Regions from separate parts of the Rattus norvegicus genome. Here region 1 is linked to region 2. A link is a contact called in public Hi-C data. All regions are on one chromosome and are shown on one strand. The core of a region is the stretch at or near the end of the contact, and the rest is flanking DNA. Distances in the headings are between cores, read along the strand shown.

What was found. Hi-C and Micro-C count contacts between places; a contact is called where the count stands out from the background.
Region 1: a Hi-C map of hepatocytes shows a contact between it and region 2, with 2.6 times the contacts expected there. The contact joins the enhancer-like site here to the promoter of Usp21 in region 2. A contact is called at or near these places in 3 of 12 Hi-C or Micro-C datasets (the A7r5 cell line, hepatocytes and mammary epithelial cells).

What each region holds. Positions count from the first base shown.
Region 1 is chr13:86,431,439-86,437,104 of GRCr8, reverse strand. No RefSeq gene overlaps it. Among named protein-coding and RNA genes, the nearest start is that of F11r, 28 kb to the right of the region's middle. Within about 2 kb of position 3,509, at least 6 of the 93 cell types and tissues checked have an H3K27ac peak or open chromatin away from gene starts, as enhancers often do. A contact at or near this core is called in hepatocytes, where this site is marked.
Region 2 is chr13:86,237,509-86,243,786 of GRCr8, reverse strand. Usp21 (ubiquitin specific peptidase 21) reads left to right here and starts at 2,607. Exons shown (of 13, transcript NM_001127638.2): 1 at 2,607-2,800; 2 at 3,592-4,212; 3 at 4,959-5,018; 4 at 5,304-5,424; 5 at 5,636-5,747; 6 at 5,927-6,082. The coding sequence starts at 3,613. It overlaps Ufc1 (ubiquitin-fold modifier conjugating enzyme 1), which reads left to right. Exons shown (of 6, transcript NM_001003709.3): 2 at 367-434; 3 at 623-686; 4 at 984-1,060; 5 at 1,309-1,399; 6 at 1,599-2,008. The coding sequence ends at 1,679.

The sequences.
Region 1 (5,666 bases), core at 2,260-4,759, 190 kb before region 2:
CCCTATTTATGGAGACAGGCATGGTGTACACCTTTAATCCCAGAACTTGAGAGTCAGGAGCAGTCAGATTTCTGTGACTTTGAGGCCAGCCTGGTCTGCACAGTGAGTTCCAGGGCAGTCAGAACTACATACGCGGTGAGATCTTGCTTCAAAAATAAATAAATAAATAAATAAATACATACATACATACATACATACATACATACATACATACATACATACTCAAACAATAAAAACAAGCAAAATATCTACTTACGGCTTAAGTTGATTTTTCCACGTAAGATACAGATGCTTGCAAATACCACGGAGACATCCTGCACTTGGGTGGTTTTCCTCTTGTGACAAAGAACCGGGTACATTCCACACGTTGTTGGCAAGGAAGGGAAGATTTGCTTGCTAACTAAGACTGTTTTAAGGGCAGGGGAACCAGTTGACTCTTACCTCCTTGACGATCCTCATTTCTGTACTGGATCTTAGCCCAAAGCGCTTAGGGTCCACATTTCCACTTTATGAGGTTCAGCAAACAAGAGCTCTTGCCAGGTGTGGTGGTCCACACCAGTAACCCCAGCAAGATGGCAGGACCCTTTTTCAGTTGTTACTGTGTTGTGGTTTTTTTTTAAGTTTGTTTTGGTGTCAGTTGGTTTTTGCTTCTTCCAGACAGAGTTTCTCTGTGTAGCCCTAGCAGCCCTGGAACTCACTCTATAGACCAGGCTAGTGTAGAACTCACAGAGATCCTCCTGCCTCTGCCTCCCAAGGGCTGGGATTAAACGTGTGTGCCACCACCAACTGACTCAAGACCCTGTTTTAACAAGGAGGATTAAGAAAGAATACTATAAAAGACACTCTGGGGGTTGGGGATTTAGCTCAGTGGTAGAGCGCTTACCTAGGAAGCGCAAGGCCCTGGGTTCGGTCCCCAGCTCCGAAAAAAAGAACCAAAAAAAAAAAAAAAAAAAAAAAGACACTCTGTGTGCGTGTGTGTGTGTGTGTCTGTGTGTGTCTGTGTGTCTAAGTTCCTGGCAGAGGTCCATGGAGCCTTTAAAATCTCAGGAGACACTGAAAATTGCCCTGATTAAACACACACACACACACACACACACACACACACACACACACATATGCTTGTGCACGCGCACACACAGACATACTCATGCATGCGAGAGATGAAAATAGAAAGACTATTTGGGAAGAGGAAACAGACCAATGTGAGGAGACAAGACAGAAAGGGGTGGATGAATCACTACACACTGTATACACATCAAAAACCCATTATATATAATTAATGTAATAAAAACAATATAATATGAGGGCCAGGCAGGGACTTGACTCCACTCTTCTACTGAAGGCTACAGTTTCAGCGTCTGATACCACCGCCAGCCAGGTTCTATTCCCTCCCACTGCAACCTCCTTCATACTTACTGAATATGCAAAAAGCCAAAATGATAATAATTAAGTCTTAAACTTTTTATTGATCCTATATTTTCAAATCTAGAATGGGAACATTTTATTCCATAAAAACAAAAGACTATCCCAAAGGGTTGAGGAAAGTTATTGCCGATATTTCCCCAAACTGGGTCCCTTTTTCCTCTTGAAGTCATGCCAACTGGACAGTGGAGGAGACTTTTATTGGCCAAGTACAGAAGGGAGAAACTCCACAGTCAAGTTCTTAGGGAATTATCAGGGGGATTTGTTAATTTTAGAGTTTTTAAAAAGATCTACTTATTTATTTTATGTATATGAGTACACTGTCACTGTCTTCAGACACACCAGAAGAGGGCATCAGATGCCATCACAGATGGTTGTGAGCCACCATGTGGTTGCTGGGAATTGAACTCAGGACCTCTGGAAGAGCAGTCGGTGCTCTTAACCTCTGAGCCATCTCTCCAGCCCAAGATCTATTTATTTTTATTGTATTTATGAGTGTTTTGATCCATCTCTCTACCCCAGCTGTTGTTTTGTGTGTGTGAGAGATGCGTAAACGTGTGATGGTCCCCAGAGGCCATGGGAGGACACTGGGCATCTTCCTCTGTCAAACTCCGTCTTATTCCCCAGAGACAGAGTCCTTCAGGAAACAGAGTTAGGCTGACAGCAGGTCTGCAGCCTTCTTGTCTCAGCCCTCTCCAGCACTGAGATTAGAGATCCCATCTGGCTTCGTAGGTGTTCTGGATTCAAATGCAGGTCTTTGTGATTGTTCAGTGAGCATTCTTCCCCACTGAGCCCCCCCCCACACACACACTCCAACCCCGGGGGTTCAGCTGTCAGAAAAGTGTTTTGTTTTGTTTTTTTAATTTTTGTTATTGTTGTTTTGACATTGTTTTTAGACAGGGCCTCTCTGTGTAACAATCCTGGCTGTTCTGGAATTTACTTTGTATACAATACTGACCTCGAACTCAGAGAGATCCACCTGCCTCTACTTCCCAAGGACTGGGATTAAAGGCATGCACCACATCCGACTGATTTTTTTGTTTTGGTTTTAAAACCCAGTGAAAGAAAGAAGGAGCTACGGTGTATCCCTCTTTTAGCTCTTGGGGAACAGAGAGGAAGGAGGTTTGCAAAAACTGATCCATGAAGCTAGTTCAGCTCCAGGTGAGCCAAAGTCACAGTGAGACCCAGTGTAAAAGAAAAAAGGAGGGGAGGGGAGAGGAGGGGAGGGGAGAGGAGGCGAGAGGGTAAAGAGCAGGAGGGAAAAGAGACTGAAGCGGAGTGTTGTCATACACTTGTACTACCAGAATTTAAAAGACAGATCAAGAATTCAAGGTCCTCTTCCGCTACAGTGGGTTCAAAGTCAGTTTGGAGTACATGAGAGACCACATTAATCAACTCATTCAAAAAAAAAAAAGTAGAGATGGCTCAGCGGTTAAAAGCACTGGCTGCTCTTCCACAAGTCCTGTGTTCAATTTCCAGCAACCACCACATGGTGGCTCACAACCATCTGTAATGGGATCTGATGCCCTCTTCTGGTGTGTCTGAAGACAGCGACAGTGTACTCACATAAATAAAATAAATAAATCTTGAGGGGGGACTGCTAGTAACGGGGAGTCATAATCATGTCTTCTAGTAGTAAGTTGAGCTACCCCTCTTTTCTCTGCTTATATAGGGCTTTCCGTTGTTATTATGGCAACTGTCTGCTATCCACTAGGAAGGTTCATATTTTGCATGCAGATAGCAATACATCGTGAGGACAGGCGCTCTCTGGCAGCAGTCTTCTTCGGACCAATCACTTAGTGCTCAGCAAGGTCACCAAAGCAATACTCAATTGACCTTGTAGGGCTGAGTACAACCCAGTAACTGCGGGGAGATTTCACACAAACGCAGGGGTTATGTGGGGTTCCTGTGGGGACGGGGCTTTTCCAGAGTGGCCTAGGATTGGAGGGATTACGTGGTCTGATCCTTAGGGCAAACTCAAGATTGGTTTTTTGGTTTTTTGTTTTTTTTCACATAGGGTGGGATCTGGCCACTCTCCTGCCTCAGGCTAGGAATGGCCATTACAACAGCCAATAGAAAACCCTGGAGCAGGCCTAGCCATTTATCCTCCCTCCCCCAATTGTGAGGCTAGAACAGCAGTTACAGCTATTTAAAATCCTCTGGCCTATTAGGAAAGACAGGGGCGGGGCCTGGCTGCTGGAGCGTCTCACGGAGGTGGGGGGGAGGGGGGCTGGCGGGCTTTGAGAGTTTATAAATATACAAAATTGGGTAATCTCTAGGTTTAGCTGAGAGGTGGAAAGCTAGTAAGGAAGCCACCTAACATTGACCTCTGGCCTCTACATTCATCACGCAAGCACACACCCACATGGACAGACATCCCACGAAAGCAGAACAAGAAAATATCTCGTTATAAGCTCTTTTGACTTCTGTTTTGCAGCAAATGAATTCAAAAGACACACAGAACACAAAGACAGCCATGTTTATTAGTCTCATCAGTGAATGGTCAATGACCAGCAAAAGATCGCTGTGGAGGAAAAATACTCAGGTTGAATAGATCTGCGCACTAACCCTTATTCCTTAGACAGTCTTTATTATTATTGATTGTTGCTATCGTTTTAGACGTGGTCTCATGTAGCCTCGGACTGATCCTCTGGTGAATCCAGTTTTCTGTTAGTGGTTGGTTGGTTTTACAAGGCAGGCTTTCTCTAGGCAGCTCACTGTGGGATTCTCTGTAGATGAGGCTGGCCTCAAACCCAGGGAGATGTGCCTGCCTCTGCCTCCCGAATGCTGGGATGAAAGGGGTGCACCACCACTGTCAGCCTTCAGCCTTCGCTGCTGATCTTCAACTCAGCACTTTTGAAAAAAGAGCTTGAATTCCTAACCTCCCTGCTCCCAGAGTGATGGGTCCCAACTGGCTGCTTTCTTTTGTTCTTAACACACCAGGGATTGAACCCAGGACCTTGGAGTTTACTAGGCGAGTGCTCTTCTGGCGGATCTATATCCCCAGACCTTTATTTCCTTAAGGCCCTTCCTAGCAACCTCATTTACAGACCCACTAGGATTCTCTTAGGGAGTGGACAGTGGGTGTGGTTTTGTTCTTTACCAAAAAGCTGTCTTACTACTAGGCCTATAGTCCCAGCACTCAGGAGTTAAGAGGCAGGAGATAGCCTCAGGTTCCAAGGCCAGACTGGTTTACTGGGAAGTTCCAGGCTTTGTAAGGGATACACAGGGGGATGATGAAAGGGTGTGGGAGTGGGGGAGGGGAAGGAGATGGCTCAGCAGTTAAAAGCACTTTTGCTGCTCCAGCAGAAGACCAGGTCTAATTCCCATAACTGGGCCCACAACCATCTATCTGTCTGGATCTCCAGTTCCAGAGGACCTGACATCCTGTTCTGGCTTTCATGGGTACCAAGCACGCATGTAATGTGCATACACAGTAATTTTTAAAAAGTTAAATTAAGCTTCTCCAGTATATTTATTATGCCTTCTCTGGCACTGACTGTGAAAATCTAGTATCAGGCCTGGTGGTGGTGGTGGCAGTATGCTTTTAATCCCTGTGTTGGGAGGCAGAGGCAGGCAGATCTCGAGTTCATGCACCCTGAGGAAAACTTGTCATCTCACTCCAACAGAGTCCCCTTTCTTCCACTTTCCCAACAGTCAGCCTTACTCTACAGATCCTGCCCACACAGAAACAGCCAAGTTGGTTGATGTTTGAGATGGGGAGCAGTTGGGAGAGAAACATTCATTCTTCGTCTTCTCTCTATAGAAGCTGAAACCCAGCCTCACACTCGCCAGGCAAGGGCTCTCTCTCTCTTCCTGAACTACCCTTAGATGCTGTCCACTTTAGTTAAGTGTTAATGTGACTATAACCATAACACATTGTACATGCCAAACCATCACTGTCTATAGCTTAACAAGAAAATGAGGAAAAAAGACAGGAACAAATGCATCCTTAAGATCCCACTATTTTTTTTTCTTTTCTTTTCTTTTTTCGGAGCTGGGGACCGAACCCAGGGCCTTGTGCTTGCTAGGCAAGCGCCCTACCACTGAGCTAAATCCCCAACTCCAAGATCCCACTATTTTACACCAGATAAAGTCCGTATCACATGCAAACCATATCCCTAGCACTGGCCCATTCTCCATCCCAGAGATAGCAGCCATCTCTAGGTCATTATCATTCATGCGCAAGTCTACGAAAGAAAAGCTAAGTAAAAATACATCTATTTTTTAAATGTAGTATTAGG
Region 2 (6,278 bases), core at 1,358-3,857:
TGAAAATAAATAAATCTTTAAAATTGTTAAAAATCACACTAAAGAAAAGTAATCATTTTTTTTTTTTTGACAAGAGGGGCTGCCCTTGGCTCCAACACCCTTACCCTTTTGCATGCGTGCGTGAGTGCATGTGTGCGTGAGAGTGTGTGTGTGTGTGTGTGTGTGTGTGTGTGTGTGTGTGTGTGTTTGCTCTTTGTTTTTCATGTCAGGGTTTCTCTGTGTTGCCCTTGCTGTCCTGGCTTTGTAGACCAGGCTGGCCTCAAACTGAGAGATCTGCTTGCATACTAAGTGCTGGGACTAAAGGTGTTCACTACTACTCCCCTGCTCCAGCTCCCTTTTCTCTAACATCTCATTTTCTGTTTTCAGTATGTCGAAAACAACAAGAATGCGGACAATGATTGGTTCCGACTGGAGTCCAACAAGGAAGGGACCCGGTAAGCTGGCCCTTGGGAGGTACGGGTAGGAACCTCTCTCCTGGCTTAAGCAATCTGGGATCCCATAAGCACCCGCCAAAGCTGCCATACTTATTTAGAGCTCCTAGTTATTCACATGTGAGTCTTCCCTAAGCAGAGATGTCATTTGCGTATGGTGGGGATGGTCTGAGGTTTGATCTCTGTTGCAGGTGGTTTGGAAAATGCTGGTACATCCACGACTTCCTCAAATACGAGTTTGACATCGAGTTTGAAGTGAGTGTGATAGAATGGGAAGTATGAAGGTTAGTAGAAAAGGACTGATCAGCGGATTGTCGACAAGCTGACCTCTCATGAAGGGACCAAATAAAGCTTTTGAAGTGGGAGGGGAAAGCTGAGGTTTGAAGCAGATGTGTAACAATTACTAATCTCTTTGTCTAGAATCCTGGTGTGCACATGCCGCTTGGGGAATCAGCTAAACAAGCAGTTCAACCAAGAGATATATATGTTTGATTAGACTGGTTCATTTTTCTCTCGATTCTCTGTTTTATTATGGCTTTGTAATTTCTCCAGATTCCTATCACATATCCCACTACTGCTCCAGAAATTGCAGTCCCTGAGCTGGATGGGAAAACGGCAAAGATGTACAGGTAGGACTGCCCAGGAGGTGAGAAAGAGCAAAGGAAGCCTTAGGGAGGAGCTGCAGAGACACGTGCTTTCCCCAGGGCCTGCTGCTCCAGAGTCTAGAGGGAGTCCTGGTCTCCTATGTCAAACCTATGCAAAGTACTTAGCTGACCTTGTGCTCCATTCTGAGCACTCATCTTCCTGTGTTCCCAAGAGGCCGCTGTACATTAAGCTGGTTTCATGTGTTAACACCTTCCTCTTGTCCTTCTCGTAGGGGTGGCAAAATATGTCTAACTGATCATTTCAAACCTTTGTGGGCCAGGAATGTGCCCAAGTTTGGACTAGCTCACCTCATGGCCCTGGGGGTAAGTTTGTTGTTCTTGGTGTATGAGAGGAAGAGGGAGGGTTGAGGACCCTAACCCTATCATACACAAAGCTGAGACCGAACATCCCTTGGACTGTCCTCCTAGACTCTAGGACCTGGAGTCTCCGGGAAGGAGGCTCAGGTGGAACGAGAGGCATGGACTGGGACAGTAACCTCACAGGGTTTCCCTTGCATTGCAGCTGGGTCCTTGGCTGGCAGTGGAAGTCCCTGATCTGATTCAGAAGGGTGTGATCCAGCACAAAGAAAAATGCAACCAATGAAGGATGAAGCTTCTGAGGCAGGACAGAGGGACTGTTGCTAGACTCTGATTCTGTTTCCTCCTTTCTCATGATTCCTTCAAGGGTCACCTCTGGCCATTACAAAGTAGCTGGAGGGACAAATAACAAAACCCAACAAAAGGGCAAGGTCACAAAGTTGCTAAATTAAGCTGTACAGAGAGGTGAAAGATTTGGGCCTTGAAAGAGGCGGTTTGTATCCCTTCTCCAAGCAGAGCCCTGGAGGCATTTTGGAGACCTGGGGTGTAACTGACAGCATATAGCTTTTTGATTTCTGGAGACAACCTGTCAATAAAAGCTGCTTCCCATGGTGGCCTGTGGGTCTCATTGATGGCTGTTAACAAGGTGAACAAGCAAAATATGGAGGTACATGAACAACTACGTGAGGTAGGGAGGGGGGTGTGAGTGGAAGAAAATCTGGTTTCTTCCCTTGCTGTTGGGGTTTACTTTTTGCCCTTTAGCAGTGAACCATGCTTTACTTACTGCCTGAGCCTACAAAGAAGCTTGAAGAATGAGTTTTACAGGTCCAGCGCTCTCTGCCCACTAGGGATCTCCCTATCCTTAGGTGGGGTGTTAAATGCTTCTCTATTGGTTTGCTGGCTGGACCTGCATGCTGCTTTCCCACTGCATCCCTCTTGTTTGGGAAGAATCTGTGTTGCAAGCCCTTCCTTTAGTCTTCGACTATTCAGCTCTTCATCCCTATGGACCATATGACTGGGTGAGGAGCCTTGGCCTCAGGGACTTGCAGCAATGGTTTAAAGACCACCATCAGGCAGGGCCTGAAACTAGTGGTTCTAAAGTTGGCTGCGTTTCCATGGTGTCGGTCGGGGAGCCGTGGGGGCGGGTTCACGCAAGCGCCGAGGAGTTGGGTGGGAGGATTTCGAGTGTGGGCGCGCAGGCGCCTAAGAGACTGTGAAGCCGGTGGCCGGTGGCCGGGCGGCACCAACAAAGATGGCGGCGGCCCTTGCGGCGGGAGCAAGCTGGGCAACAGCTGCGGCTAAAGCTGCAGCCTGGCCTGCGGGGAGGCTGTTCGGGGGTAGGAGGGGGTGGCCCTGAGCTGGAGCTGGACCCCGGCTGGCCTCCCCCGCCGCCTCACCGGGGGACAGGTATGGGCCGGGACGTTATGGCGGGTGGGGTGGGAGAGCCGAGGGAGGATGGATCCAGACCCCAAAGGACGTTCACCACAAAGGGAGAGGCTCGCGGTGCCCAGCGGGGCCTGGGAGAACTGGGCTGGAAGAACAGCATTCTCGGACCGCGGGGAATATGCCGCCGGACCCCGTAGCCAATCAGCAGCCTCGGCCTTTCTGCCCTCGAGGGGGGCGGACCCGGGTAAAACCCTGCTGTGGTGGGAGAGGTGCAGAAATTAGGGGTCAAGTAGTTCGTCCTCTATCTCAAACCTTTGCCCCCCCCTGGGCCCAAACACCAAGTAGGAGTTCAGAATTGGAGGAGGGAGTGGATTGCAGATCATCCGTTTGATTGGCTTCATTTGCAACCCAGAGGAGCAGGGGTTGAGGTTAGAATGCTGTCTTTTTGACTGATTCTTGCGTTCACAGTCCCAGGTCTAAGGCACATCCTACTTGACTAGCCACATATGAGGATTAGTTCGTAGATTATAAAAACAGCTGAGATTGAGACTACCATTGGCTTTTTCAATAAATCTGTATTCTATAGAGAGGGGGTGGGGCATGGAAAGGTCAAAATGATGGTCTACTATTCAGTCATTTGTTTATTCAAGGAGTACTAAGTATTTTTCTTGTGCCAAACATTGCCAGGTACTGGAGATGCAAGAACTGGCTTTATAAACGTTATTCATGCCCTCACAAAGAAGCCAGCTTGCTTGGTAACCTATATCTTATCTCCCTTCCTAATTCAAATGCTGACCCTCTGTTCTCCTCAGGTCCAGCCTGCGGTGCCCACAATGCCCCAGGCTTCTGAGCACCGCCTGGGCCGGACTCGAGAGCCACCTGTCAATGTACAGCCCCGAGTGGGAGCCAAGATACCGTTTCCTCCCCGGGCCCGCAGCAAGGAGCGCCGAAACCCAGTTCCTGGGCCAAACTCCATGTTACGACCTTTGCCTCCCAGGCCAGGTCCCCCAGATGAAAGGCTCAAGAAACTGGATTTGGGTCGGGGTCGGACCTCAGGCTCTCGTCCTAGAGGTCCCCTTCGAGCAGATCATGGGGTTCCCTTGCCTGGCTCACCACCCCCAACTGTGGCTCTGCCTCTCCCATCCCGGACCAACCTAACCCGATCCAAGTCTGTGAGCAGTGGGGACTTGCGTCCAATGGGGATTGCCTTGGGAGGGCACCGTGGCACTGGCGAGCTAGGGGCTGCACTGAGCCGCCTGGCACTCCGGCCTGAGCCACCCACTTTGAGACGTAGTACTTCTCTCCGGCGTCTTGGGGGTTTCCCTGGACCCCCTACCCTGCTCAGCATACGGACAGAGCCCCCTCCTTCCCATGGCTCCTTCCACATGATATCTGCCCGGCCTTCTGAGCCTTTCTACTCTGATGACAAGATGGTGAGGACTTGCCAGCACACGTGGTCTTCCATGCACATGCTCCTCTTGCCTTCAACTTTGTCATACTATGACTCTCCTGTGTTCCCTTCTCCAAGTCCCTTTGTCAAACCCTCATTACACCAGTGGATTCTTGTCTTTTCTGAGACCTTCTAGATCTTATTTTGGGTTTTTATGTGATTCTCCAACTTGGTGTGCCATTCTAGTCCCTAGGGAATTAGCCTGACTATTTAGAATTCTTCTTTGGGTCCTTAGGCCCTCTCTTTTAAGGCAACTTCTCTCCTAGGACTAGGCCTCGACCTAATTAATCCCTGGAGCTGAAGAGGGGCGGGGTTAAGAGCACCTTTCCTGGCGTGGTTACCCATTTCCTGAGCTAAATGAGTTAGGCTGCCTGCAGTTGGAGCCAGCAGGAGAGGGTGCAAGAAGGGGCCACGGGGGCAGGAGGCGGATTTGGGGGCAGTAAGGTGGGGGTGGGGAGCAGCTGGGCAACCATGCCAGTGCTTGGGGAGTTGCCTCAGGAGCTGCAACGCCGGCTAGCTTGGCAGCGGAGTAAATGGGGACTAGGCGTGACAGCCATGGCTGAATCTGTGGTACACTCAGCTGTGATGGGTTTACTACTCATGACCAGTGAGGTAGGATGGCCAGTGAGGGAACAGGGTCGAGTTGGGGCACGAATGGGGCTGGGGAGACATTCGACAGCATGCTATTGAAAGCACCAGGTAGAATATGACTGTCCTCTGACTTTACAGGCTCACCACACACTGCTTCTGGGCTCTGGTCATGTTGGCCTCCGAAATCTAGGAAATACAGTAAGAGCCATTTTCCCGTCCTCCGTAAAAGGAATGTGAGATGGTGTTGGGGGGTGGAAACAATGGCAGAGCTAGGGAAGGCATGCAGGCGAGAGCAGTGAAGCTCTTGGTCCTGCTGGGCACCCGTCTGGAAAGGTAATGGCAGGGGCTGGGGATTTAGCTCAGTGGTAGAGCGCTTACCTAGGAAGCACAAGGCCCTGGGTTCGGTCCCCAGCTCCGAAAAAAAGAACCAAAAAAAAAAAAAAAAAAAAAAAGGTAACGGCAGTGTTCCTACTGCTTCTGCAGTGCTTCCTGAACGCCGTGTTACAGTGTTTGAGCAGCACAAGGCCTCTTCGAGACTTTTGTCTGCGAAGGGACTTCCGGCAAGAGGTGCCCGGAGGAGGCCGAGCCCAGGAACTCACAGAAGGTGGGCAACAACTCCTGATGCTTCTGTTCTCCTTCCCCATCCCCTTCGGTTCTCTCCTCCCAATACCCATGGCTCCCAGCCCTTCAAGCTGACAGATTCATCCATTTCCCCCAGTTTCTTTCTTCCTAGAGATTTTCTAGCCACTGAATCTCTTCCTGCCTGCCCTTCCAGACATTAACTTTGAATCCCTTCCCCACTGTCAAACCAACAGCCTTTGCAGATGTGATTGGTGCCCTCTGGCACCCTGACTCCTGTGAAGCTGTGAATCCTACCCGATTCCGGGCTGTCTTCCAGAAATACGTCCCTTCCTTCTCTGGATACAGGTGGGAACTGAGTGAATAGGATTTCTCTCTGGCTGTGTCTGGGGTTGGGCCAAACAGAGGCTCTAGCAGCCATGTTCTGAGCCTTGAGGTTTCCTACAGAGGAAACAGGGACCCAGATTGGGCAGGGGATACTTGTGGACCACAAATAGATCACTTGTCCATATTCTGTCTGGCTATAGCCAGCAGGATGCCCAAGAGTTCCTGAAGCTCCTTATGGAGCGGTTGCACCTCGAAATCAACCGACGAGGCCGCCGGGCACCACCAATTCTGGCCAGTGGTCCAGTTCCCTCCCCACCTCGCCGAGGAGGGGCTCTGCATGAAGAACCTGAACTGAGGTAAGGTTTGTTCCCCTTTGTTCCTCTTTTCAGTAGTTCAGTCAGCATTCAGTCTTCACAGAGCTGAGCCAACCGAAACTGGACATGTAGGGCCCAGGGGAGACCCTTTAGCACAGGAAAAAAAAGGAAGGAAGGGAAAAAGGGGGAAGCTGAGAAGTACAGATATAGGCAAACAGAAAATAGTGTCAGGGATGCC